Regions from separate parts of the Drosophila melanogaster genome. Here region 1 is linked to region 2. The links are chromatin contacts, called in public Hi-C maps. All regions are on one chromosome and are shown on one strand. Each heading gives the region's core, a stretch centred on a gene start, on an enhancer-like site or on the middle of the called end of the contact. The rest is flanking DNA. Distances are from core to core; before and after follow the strand shown. Region 1 holds the start of Cadps (Calcium-dependent secretion activator). Region 2 holds the start of Kif3C (Kinesin family member 3C).

Region 1 (5,862 bases), core at 2,635-5,134, 83 kb after region 2:
CACTTGAGCTACTTGGTGGTCTCGGTAAGCGACGGCGAAGCCATGGATGTTTTAAAGCCTCGGAAGGTGTTAATCGCTTGTCTGCATCCCATTCAAGGCAACCACGTATAAAATTAAGAAAGAGTGGATCTTTGCATCCATCCAGCGCCTTAGATAGACTTTTTGAGCATGGCGGGCCCCTTTGTTTTCCACGACGTGACTGTCCGCCGATTAGGACCACCATTCCATCAGACATCGTTCGAACCGTACAATATCGAGGATACCCCTTTGGACTGAAAAACGATTTTGACCTCTTCGAGCTGGCTAGTATATTTTTATTGGGCATTCCTAAAACTTCAATGATGCAAGCCAACTGATCGCTTTCGTTTTCACCAGGAAACAATGCATGGCCTGAAAGCAGCTCTGCTAAAATACAACCCAACGACCACATGTCGATAGCTCTGCCATATTTTCCCCCCAAAATTACCTCTGGAGCGCGATAAAAACGAGACTGGATATATGTGTATATACGCTGGTTCTCGAAGCATGACGACCCAAAGTCAATTACCTTTAAATAAACAGAAGATATAAAATTATAATTCCTACCCAAATACAAATTGGCAATTATTACACTGCCATAGGAAGTCGGAAAAGGAATGGAAAATGTAAGCAAGAAAATCTTATTGTTTTACGTATTAAGTCCAGATAAATGTCAATATTCTCTATCCCTGCTTTTCGAAATCTTAAAGAGTGCAAACTGCTCTTTTGAGGTACTTTTACCTGCTCGCTTTGCAAGTTTGGGAATATGTATAGTTTACTTTGTACACTTGTTCGAATTAAAATACTTATAGACACACAAATGTTGTCTGTTTCCAACACAAAAGCCGTAATTTAACAAAGGCCGGGCAAGTAAAAAAATAATTCTTGGCTATGTAAAATAATTGAACACTTTAAGTACGCTGGCTTAAGTGGCCAAACGCGTGTTGTAATGTTTTTCTCGGGGTTGCAAACGACTAACCTGAAGCTAGCTTCCATCGTCGGATGGTATAATGGAAAAAGAGATTGAAGCTAGGATTAAACAAGAGAGAATGTATATATGTATATTCGAGTTCCCCGACTATCAGACACCCGTCACTCAGCTAGTGGGAATGTAAACGTGAAATTTCATAATTTTTTCGGGTTATCGATAGATATTTAATTTAAAAATTGTTTAATAGTGTGGTCATGACCGTTTCTGGCGTTTTGTATTTGTAGTTGGCGTGGCCAAGGTGTTTTTGGTATACAGATAAGAATTGGCAAGTCAAACAAAATAAAACGAAGAAATATCAAAACATTTTTCAAAAGAGTGGGCGTGGAAGTTTTGGGCGTTAGAGTGACCTTGGCAGCAAGGGTCAACAAACTTGCTCTGCGTATATGTCTCTCGAATCTGTATGCTTAATCTCAACCATCTAGCTTTTATAGTTCCTGAGATCGAGAAGTTCATGGCCAGATCTATTCACCTATTGATCCTGATCAAGAATATACTTTATACTTTTCAACAATCTAGTATACACTTTACTTAACGAGTATCGCGCGCTCGGGACCCTTATACGGGCGGTCATGGCTATATCCTAGCTTTTATTTTATTATCCTTCTATCCCTTTATCTTCGAGTAAGTGTCATATATATAATCGATCCTGTATACTTTACTAAGTTCCGTCATTTTTAAGCGACGTACTTACCTTTATACCAGAACGTCCTTGTTGCTTGAGTAGCACATTTTCTGGTTTCATATCGCAATGAATAATATCATTTTTATATAGTGCATCCAAACATTGTAGCAAAGAGTGTGCAAACTTTCGCACCAGCTGCAAACTGAAGCCTTTAAATCCATTTTTCTTAATTAATTCGTAAAGATTTATGCTGAGCAGCTCAAATGTAATGCATGTATGATTGCGGAAAGTAAAGTAATCAAACATGTGTATGATGTTCATAGTATTATATTTATCGTGACGGCGTAAATGATGAAGAATGCGAATTTCCTCTTGGGCCTGGCGGTGAAACCGCTTTTCATTGCGCACTATTTTTAAGGCAACATGTTCGTGAGTTTTATGATCATACGCTTTAATGACCTGTCCAAAGCTACCTTTTCCGATTATCTTTAGCATTTCATACCGATATGCTACGTGATCATGCGGTACATGAATGTAAGCGCCTTGTTCATTGTCGTATTCAGAATTATTTGGGCCATAGACTCCTGGGCGCTTCTTAGCGTTGGCGCCAATAAAATATATCTGCGGATAAGTTAGTATTTCTGTTCGCTCGTATGGAGTTAGTTTATTCATATATAAAATCATTACTTGTTGTGGGGAAACTACCAGAACCTTCGGTTTCTCGTGTAATTCACATTTTTGTTGGCCAGACATAATAATTTGTTCGTGAAATAAAAAGGTGTGGTTTTCCATTACAGAAGATTCTTTGACTGAAATTAGCGATTCACATTCGGGTTCCGACTTTGATTTCGAATTTTCCGAAATCGTACGCAAAAACAACCCAGGAACATCTTTTGTCTTTGATGGAGATGTTACATTAGGCAACGATATTGCTATAATTTTTAATTTAATTAAAAGGATCATTTAAATACTTATTAGTGACAAAAAATTTTTTACCTTGAATAGACTCTGAAATTTCGCAGCAATCGAAAATGGGTAAAATTTGAATATCTCCAGGGTAATTGGCAATATTATTTGATGGCTGCGTGGGAAAGTCTTCTTTACTATCATTGAGCATTGCCAATGGTTCAAAGCATCGGGTTAAATATTGTAATCCACTGTCCCGGTATTGATGACGGTTGGCTTTTTCAGTATTATTTTGAGCGATACCAGTATGTGTTAAATTTTGGTTAATCATCTGAATTTGTATCTGAGGTAGTGATGTAGGAGGTGAAAGTGCTTTTGAGAGTTGTGTGTTTTCCAGATGAGTTGTGTTTAAATTATTTTTGTCTGTTGCGGGTGTTTCAGATAATTCGATATGATTGTTTTTTTTTTCTTGAGAACCGACCATAGTGCGCTTGTTTATGGTAGTTATTAAATCCGATTTTATGTAGATTGTTATAAATTAGTTTATTACATTTCGGGTGTTCCCAGGATACAGAATTATTTAATGTGTTTTATAACAACACAGTTTTCATTAAACTAGTTTGCCGCAACTGGAATAAGAAATATTTGGTTTAATAACGATTGTGTGCCTTAATATACATTTTAGTCGGCAATGCACTCTACTTTAAAAAAATATCCTATTATCGTATCAAAATTGATTTTGTTTTTTAACTTTCCGATCTTGGTTTTTTCTAAATACTTTTTATTTGTGTAAATAGTTTGTATATATGTACTTACATCTGCATATACATAACGAACAGTTGAAAGGCACAGCCAAAATAAATAGTAATATATATTGAGGTTATAAACTTCGGCACTTGTGCTTAAATTTATTATTTTTGTATTGCTATACCTTTAATTAATTAAATATAATAATACCTTAATAAGTATATTGTCAACACTTAATTGAGTTTATGTCCATGTACATACATACATATATGTACAAATATTGCACATCGATGAAGACTGTATCAGAACAGTTTGATTAAACATTAACCGAGAGCTATAATATTTGATGTATTGCAATGATTTGTATTGTATACTTTACAAATAGGTAAAACCAGATATTTGTTTATCGTACAATTTCATTTGAATACACAATTTTCAAAGCGACCCGAACAAAGAGAAGAACAGTGTGACCGTGTTAAAACAGTTTTAACATGCCACCTGGCTCACATGTACTCACAATAGCGTTTGAAGCACGTTTTATAACCATAATCAACGGAGTACCATATAAAATGACTTCGGTGGTCCAGAATAAAGTTCTTTAGAACTTGTTTCGCAACTCAAACATAGGAACCACTTAGCATACAACAGCTCTAATATCAAAGTTTGTGACGAAAATTGAATAAATCAATACTTAGTCCACCGGACCGTTTTCGAGCGGAAATCGACTTTATATATAATTTGCAGGGCAATCGTTTGCCCATATAATGCGAGTCAAATCGTAAGAACACGTGTGGTATTGTAACATACATATATAATTCATGGGAATATTTATTCCTGTTTTCCCATTTTACTATTATGATTTTAAAAAGGTCGTATAACATTTTTTTAGTTTAGATCATTCATGCATGGCCCTAAGAAAGCGTTGTTATTCGCTTATAATGATCATTATGTCATTAGGGTTAATTTTTACGAATGGGCGAAAGAGCTGTTGTTTTAGGACAAATACTTTACTTAATATTTATCAAATCATTATTTGTTGTGAATATTTCTATCGATTTGCCAACAAATATGTATAAGTTAAATCAAGGCAAGTCTCTAATGTCCTAGTATCAATGTTTTGTGCTCATTGTTTATAGTGTTTTATGACTCGAATGCTATTTTGTCAAGCATGGCGGGCAGTAAAACAGTCAAATGCAATGCATATAGTCCAGAAACTAACTTTTGACTCAGATTAATTTTTTAAAGATTTAACTGTTTTCTGTTTTAATTTTTATATAAGTAACGAGTTGACTATGGAGTTCCACCACGTTTTTATTTGTCTTGACAGTTTCTATTGATCTGTAAAAAATATTCCATTTCTTTGAACTAAATAAACTAAGGTAGATATAATTTCCAAAACGTTTATCAAATAGTTATTAAGAAATTCATCTTAACCAAAATAAAAAGTATTTTAAGAATCCCTTCAACTACAAAATTTAGGCATAATTTAAATCTAATTGTGTTTCAGACAGTCCTGCTTTACTTAAATTATTGAAAATCAGAAACTTCTGCAAATCATCAACCAAATCGTCGAAAACAGTAGTTGTAACGGGAGTGCTAAGGTTACCACCATCGAAGTTATCGATAGTTCCATCGATTTTTTTTGCTTCTCCAACTTAACTATTCTTCAAACGGAAATCCATTTATTCATATGTGAAAATAGAGAACTGTATAAATAGAAGTAGATAATTTGTGAAATAAACCTGATGTCGCCTTGAAAATACATAAAAAACTTATATTTTTGTCAATAATTATACTATGAATTTCGTTTGTCATTCACATAGTAAATGAATTCAAAGTTTTGTTATCGTGTAACTCGAATTCATATAAATAGTGATAAAGTTTGTTCATAATTTAAAGCTATATTATAAGCACCATACATTACCGAACGACAAGCATAAATCTAATATTTAAGGTATTTGAAGCAATTAACCTTCCCAAAGAAATTGCTCTATTCTTCAACCCTTAAGGGTGGTGGTGAACAAATATATACATATTTCAGATGGTGGTGTGTTACAAATAAAAATAAAAGGTTTTTTTAACTTAGCGAAAATAAGAATTCGTTTGAAAACCCATCAACTATGGTTATTTTTGTTCTAAGTTATAAGGCATACATTCACCTTTTTTTTAAATTCCCCATCAAATAGCGTATTATAAATGTAAACAAACGATTTATAAGTATAATTTCAATAAGTAAAAGAAACAAGCTAAAGTTATCGTTGTTTTAATCAGTACAATAATAACAATGTAATAATGTAATAGTAATATCATACTCATGTTTCCACGCCCAATCTAACGCCCACAAAAATGGTTTGATATTTTTTCATATTTTTATTACTCTTGTAAATTTTTATCGATTTGCCAGATTAAGTATACAGATTCTAGACATAGAATTAGCGCTAGTTTATTGACCAATGTTGCCACGCCCACAAACCGCCGAGAGCTGCCAGTTAAAAAACTCAATGAAAACTGGTGATGTGCATTATAAAAAAAATAGTAAAAAAGGTAACTACATCGATAATGTGAATTAAACTGGGTA
Region 2 (6,291 bases), core at 1,476-3,975:
ATTTTTAGAAAGTGTGAGCTACCTAATAATGAACCTTTATTGGTGGTTTTAAATATAAATAAATGCTTCAATTTACTTAATATAAAATAGCAACTCAACTTCTTTGAAACAAATGTTATTTATGTGCAATTCATAGTGCAGGGTGCTCAGTAAATACTTATTTATTGGTGCAACTAGCTTTAAAAATGTGCAAATGCTCGTTTTTCGCAAAAATGTTTCATTTACTTTTTTCGGTATTTTTGATATTTTCCAATAAGGCAATTATGCATTTTTAGAAAGATGTATTTCTTCGTCCCAGAACAAAAAAAACGAATGCAATTTAGCCATGTTTTATTGGATATCCATGAGTCAACTGTCATCCTGCTGAAAAATACCGTATTTCGAAAATAGCTTAGATACAAGTAATAATCATTAATCGTTAGGCCTCGGACTTCTAAACAAAATTTTACTCATAACAAATTTTTTACCTTTACTTCCAGTTGATGAATATTAATATTAAAAAGTATACAGAGCCAATGTGACGAATTTATATATTTTAAACTTTATAGAAAACTGTATACAACCCAAAAGCACGTACTATCCTTTAAAAATTCGTAGAAAACTTTATACAGCAGCGTGAAAAGGAATTATTGTATATAGTGGGTAGTCTTTGAATTCCTATTTTGTTATAACATTTAAATAATTAAAGATATAAAAAACCTACATATATATACATATATACATAAATAAATATTAATATATAAATACATAAATATATAAATATATAAATATATAAATACATAAATATATAAATATATAAATATATAAATATATAAATATATAAATATATAAATATATAAATATATAAATATATAAATATATAAATATATAAATATATAAATATATAAATATATAAATATATAAATATATAAATATATAAATATATAAATATATAAATATATAAATATATAAATATATAAATATATAAATATATAAATATATAAATATATAAATATATAAATATATAAATATATAAATATATAAATATATAAATATATAAATATATAAATATATAAATATATAAATATATAAATATATAAATATATAAATATATAAATATATAAATATATAAATATATAAATATATAAATATATAAATATATAAATATATAAATATATAAATATATAAATATATAAATATATAAATATATAAATATATAAATATGTAAATATATAAATATATAAATATGTATATATGTATATATGTATATATAAATAGATTACAAAACTCAATAATGATATATGTATTATTTTTTATTTACGTTTATACATTTTTTAAATGTTTTGAGTTGTATAAAACTGTATATGTATTTTATGAATGAATCGCTTTCGTACCTATATACACAGTTTTCGTAAGAACAAAATTAAAATTTAAGTCATGCGCAGATAGATATTCACTACGTCGTTAAAGCTCAATTTAAGAACTTACATATTATTATCTGAAAAACTCGATTGTTTAAAATTAAATGATGAAATGAATGAAATTAAAATAAAATTAAATAGAAAAAATTATTATAAATACATATCATTAATACAAGTTTTACTTAATACAATTAAAAAGTACAAATAATTGTTAAATTAACTGGTAAGTTTTTGAAATATTTATACAATATTTTCAAAATTTAATTATCTTTAATATTTGACGGTAATGCCTAACAAACGCGCTTTGCTTGAAATATGGTACCGTGTACCTGTAATGAATACTCTTTGCTATGACGTCTACAACACTCCGCGGAAACGTGACTAAGTGAGGGTTGGTTCATATCGTATGTGACTTGCATCCTAAGATCACGCGTGCGCGTGTTCAAAAATCGTAGCCCTCTTTTCAGGTTACAGTGGTCAAAACGGGAGCTTAAAGCTTTGCAAAATTAGTTTATATGTGTATTATAATAGAGCATTCCCATACATTCCCTATCGATTTCGAAGAAATCGTGAGGCACAGAATGGTTTTTCACACTGGGTAATATCGAATTGTTGTTAGCTTCAAAAATTTATTAAAATTTGGATTAAAATTAACTCTTTTGTTTTTAGCCTAAATTAAGCAATATGGGCAAGCTTTAATTATATAACCCATTTTAAAATACGCTAAGTGTATAATCGAATCTTGTGTGTCGCCCGTTATGATCGTACGATATAAGAAAGGCTTATTTCCTAAGTTTTCAAAAAAACTTGTGTTTAATACAAAATACAATATTCTTACGCAATTCAAAATGGAAGTATATTTTTATATTTTCATTTAACTGCCGATGCGAATTATCCATAATATACCTAATTATATACTTATGCATAATAATGGAATGCATAAATTTTTATTTGAATTCAAAAACATGTGGTTTTTCACAAAATGCCGATAATCTATTATGTTGCACGCAACGTTTAGCACTTTTTTCTCGTATTATTACTCGTTACTCGTATTGTTAAAGGGTATACCAAATCAGGATATTTAAAAATTTGACTAAAATCTTTATTTTTACTTCAGTCAAATGGCAATTTTATACACATAAGTAAAAAATGTTGCTTTGAAATTCAAAGTTCTTTAAAACTTTGGATGATGAGCGGTTTCATTTCACAAGGTTGGGAAAGACTTATTGATTCTACCAAAATTATGGTATGAAAATGATTTAAATTCGGAGCTTTACGTGAATGTATTTCGAATACTTTCAAAGTAGCTTTTAATTTCATGTATGGATTTTCTCTTGAAGCAATTATAAATATTTTTAGTTGAATTTTAAGTAAACTTTAAGACTTATTTTGACCAACACAGGAAAATGAGTGAAAATATTAAAGTTGTTGTTCGATGTCGTCCGATGAACCAAACTGAAAAAGAACGAAACTGTCAAGTAAGTGTATATTTTAATTTATTACATCGACTTTATATCGACATTACAAAGAGAAGGTTAAATTTTTTTGCCGAACACTTTTGGGATTTTAAATATTTTGTTTTGTTAAGAGTGTGTAACAGGTAAGGAAAGCAAATTTGCTGTACTTCCAAACTACAGCGACTTGGTGGAAATCAAAAACACTAACTTTTAAATACATTCATTAAACATTGTCTTTTCTAAATATATGGAAGATGATAATCCTTCAATACCCTTAACAAAACATATTTGGGTAAAAGAAAGTTTTAGCGTTTTCAGGATTCCTTGGAGACTGGGACTTATCATGCAGGTTAATAAAGTTGTGTTAGTAAAGTGATACACCTATGCATGACTAGGCCCTGGCGATCCGCTCCGAACACGCATTATAAATACGCAATTAATAGATATGTTTACATTAAGTACTAGCTTCCCGGCAGACTTCGTATAGATAATTTAAACAAGAGAGAATGTTGTAGTCAATTTCCGCGGCTATCAGTTACCCGTTACTAGTGTGAACGCGAACTCGAAATATCATAATTTTTCTGGGATATCGATAAATATTGGGGAATAAGATGGGATAAAATTTAAGAATTGTTCAAAAGTGTGGGCGTGACCGGTTTTTTTGCAAATCGATAGAAATTTACAAGACTAATTAAAGTATAAAAAATTGTTCAATAGAGTGGGCGTGACAAAAATTTTTTTTTATTGCAAATCGATAGATATTAATTAAATTATTGTAAGAAACCCAAACGTACGAGACTAATAAAGATGTGAAAAAATACAACACATTTCTCAAAAATTGTGGTCGTGGTCGCAACGCCACCATTTTAGAAAAATTATTGGATATTTTTTCATAATTTTATTTGTCTTGTAAATTTCTATCGTTTTGCCAAAAAAACTTTTTGCCACGCCACCTCTAACACCCTAAGGCCGCCAAACCGGTCACGCCCACACATTTGAATAATTTTTAATATTATGATAGTTGTTGCTTTTATGTGCAAGAGCTCCTAGAATCTAAAGCCTATTTAATTCATTTTTCTATAATAAGTATCACATTTCTGAGATAGTAATACAATACAACATTTTCTTTGACTGTCTCTCTCTCTCTGGTCATCAGTGCGATTAGCAGCTTTTCGGTGATTTAATTTACGGCGTTCGGTTATCTTAAATAATCAAACTTTGAATTAATCAAAGTCAGCAAACTGACACAAAAGCCGATAGAAATGCCTACGAAATTATAATTGTCTTGGGGTGAATATACTTCAAAGTTATATAAAGCTAAGATTTTTTGCGATCATAAAATTAATTTATTTTTTAATAAAACGACAATTTATTTACTTTTGTCATTTCAGAACATTGTTGAAATTAATGAATTTGCAGTTTCCGTGACTAATCCATCAGCTCGCATATCTCAACAAAAAAAATTCATATTTGATAGTGTTTATAATATGAAAACTGACACGGAAGTGATTTACGACGAGATGTGTTATTCATTAGTTGAGAGTACAATCGAAGGATATAATGGAACCATTTTTGCTTACGGTCAAACAGGTTGTGGGAAAACACACACAATGCAGGTACTTGTCAAAATATGTAAATGTGTATGTATGTAGACGGGTAGTATAGTAATGACTAGTATAGCTAAAGGTTAACTATATTCGTAAAAAAAATGAACAGGTATAAAGTGTATAAATTCCTTAACAGGACCACCAGCCGAGATGAGTCGAGCGGCCATGTCCGACTGAATATTTTATAATGCTTGCCGCTCGAAAAGGGTAAAATATTGTGCTTTTTGTGCTACAACATTTTTAAAACTTACATTGATTGTACGTTTTCCGATATTACATTAAAACATCTGATTTTACGGTTAAGCCCGAAGACATTGGCAACCATATAAAGTATATAATTAACTAAAGTTACCGTCGCTATGTCCACCGCATGAAATACGTCGACGAAGGCATTCTGCAATGTAAGCATTATGCCGGACGTCGTTACGTAGCTGGCAAACTTTGTTTATTTGCATGACCGCTACGAATATGAAACCGCAACAATGTGATTCGTTTTCTATTTTAGCTCCTAACTTGAATTTCTGTATTTGTAGCTTTAGTTTGATTTCGTACTCCAACGCCACAGCTCCGCTTGGCTTAGCAAATAAAGAATTAATATTAACTCCTTGTCTTTAATTGTCGCGGCCCCGCCCGACACCCAGACTCGTATAGCCGCGCGCGATTACACCGGCATAAAATACTTAATTTATACATATGTATATTCTTAATAAGTACATACAACCACATTGTGACAGTCATGTCCGTCCTGCATCTTTCCCAAATATTTTCAGAAATTTAGTCGGAAAAAGAAAATTAAGAGAGAACACTATAGTCGGCTTTCTCGATTACCAGAGTGGATCATTAGGAATATAGTTTAACATTTTTGTGGCGTGGTTTAAATGTTTTCGCATATTAATAGATTTAAGCATATATCATGGATGTTTGTATATATTTGATTTAGTAAAAAACGCAATGAACAAATTTAAATTTTTGTTGTCCAAAATGGCCAATGGAAGAGAGATGGTCTTCGCTGCCCAGGGAATTAAGCAATGCTAAAATAACTGGAGCCATCAGTCCGGAGAAGCCCATAGTTCAAAAAAATTCAGAGAGAGTTTATGCACACTCGCACACTTATTTTAGTTTCACATTAAATGTGAAATAATTTCAGTATAAAGCTTTTATCCTAAACATATTTGAAAGTTCATGAAAATGTTAAAGAAAAGCTTCTGGCCGAGGTTGAGTAGATCTACAATAATTTAAGATAAGGGGTATCCATACTCAAGAATCGGACGGACTAGCGAAATAAATAAGGTTTTAGTCATGTAAGGATCATTAAATTCCGTAGACCACCTTTTTATAAAACCAAGCACACCGCTGGCCTTATTGACAATATTCGAAATATAGTTTGAAAATTTTGGTTTAAGGTCCAGAAGATCACCAAGATCAGCGACACGCGATATTCTGTCCAAAGAGCACATCCGTAACATCCGTTATCACGGCACCATATATGAAAGCTGTCTAGATCGGATTGTAAGTGGACGAAATTATATATAGTCGAGCAAGCGGTCAATAAAGTCATGAAGGTCCCCCGTCTGGAGGGACAGTTATACCTATATATTGTGTACATACCTGGAAAGACATCGGAGTTTTAACCAATTCTCTGTGAACACTATTATATGGGATGCAAAGGAAAGCCTATGACACTACTATCTTGCATAGTATAAGTGAAAAAGTTGATCACCAATAAAATATTAAATTATAATAAAAAAAATTATTGCTTTAATTAATTAAACAGTTACAATTTTAAGTGGCGCCCAACGTGGGGCGGTGTACTTCAAAAGTTAAAAA

What was found. A called contact is a pair of places that touch in the nucleus more often than the background predicts.
Region 1: a Hi-C map of the Kc167 cell line shows a contact between it and region 2, with 1.9 times the contacts expected there. The contact joins the promoter of Cadps here to the promoter of Kif3C in region 2. A contact is called at or near these places in 17 of 107 Hi-C or Micro-C datasets (the Kc167 cell line, the ML-DmBG3-c2 cell line, the OSC cell line and 8 more) and 1 of 6 datasets of contacts at active chromatin or transcription factors (the Kc167 cell line).

The regions. Positions count from the first base shown.
Region 1 is chr4:1,226,953-1,232,814 of dm6, forward strand. It overlaps Cadps (Calcium-dependent secretion activator), which reads left to right and starts at 3,885. Exons shown (of 23, transcript NM_001031858.2): 1 at 3,885-4,062. It overlaps Dyrk3 (Dual-specificity tyrosine phosphorylation-regulated kinase 3), which reads right to left and starts at 3,761. Exons shown (of 7, transcript NM_001038725.2): 1 at 3,546-3,761; 2 at 3,354-3,468; 3 at 2,628-3,166; 4 at 1,701-2,563; 5 at 1-547. The coding sequence starts at 3,021.
Region 2 is chr4:1,144,741-1,151,031 of dm6, forward strand. Kif3C (Kinesin family member 3C) reads left to right here and starts at 2,726. Exons shown (of 5, transcript NM_143682.4): 1 at 2,726-2,878; 2 at 4,249-4,473. The coding sequence starts at 2,807. The region is part of intron 1 of CG32017; the gene reads right to left.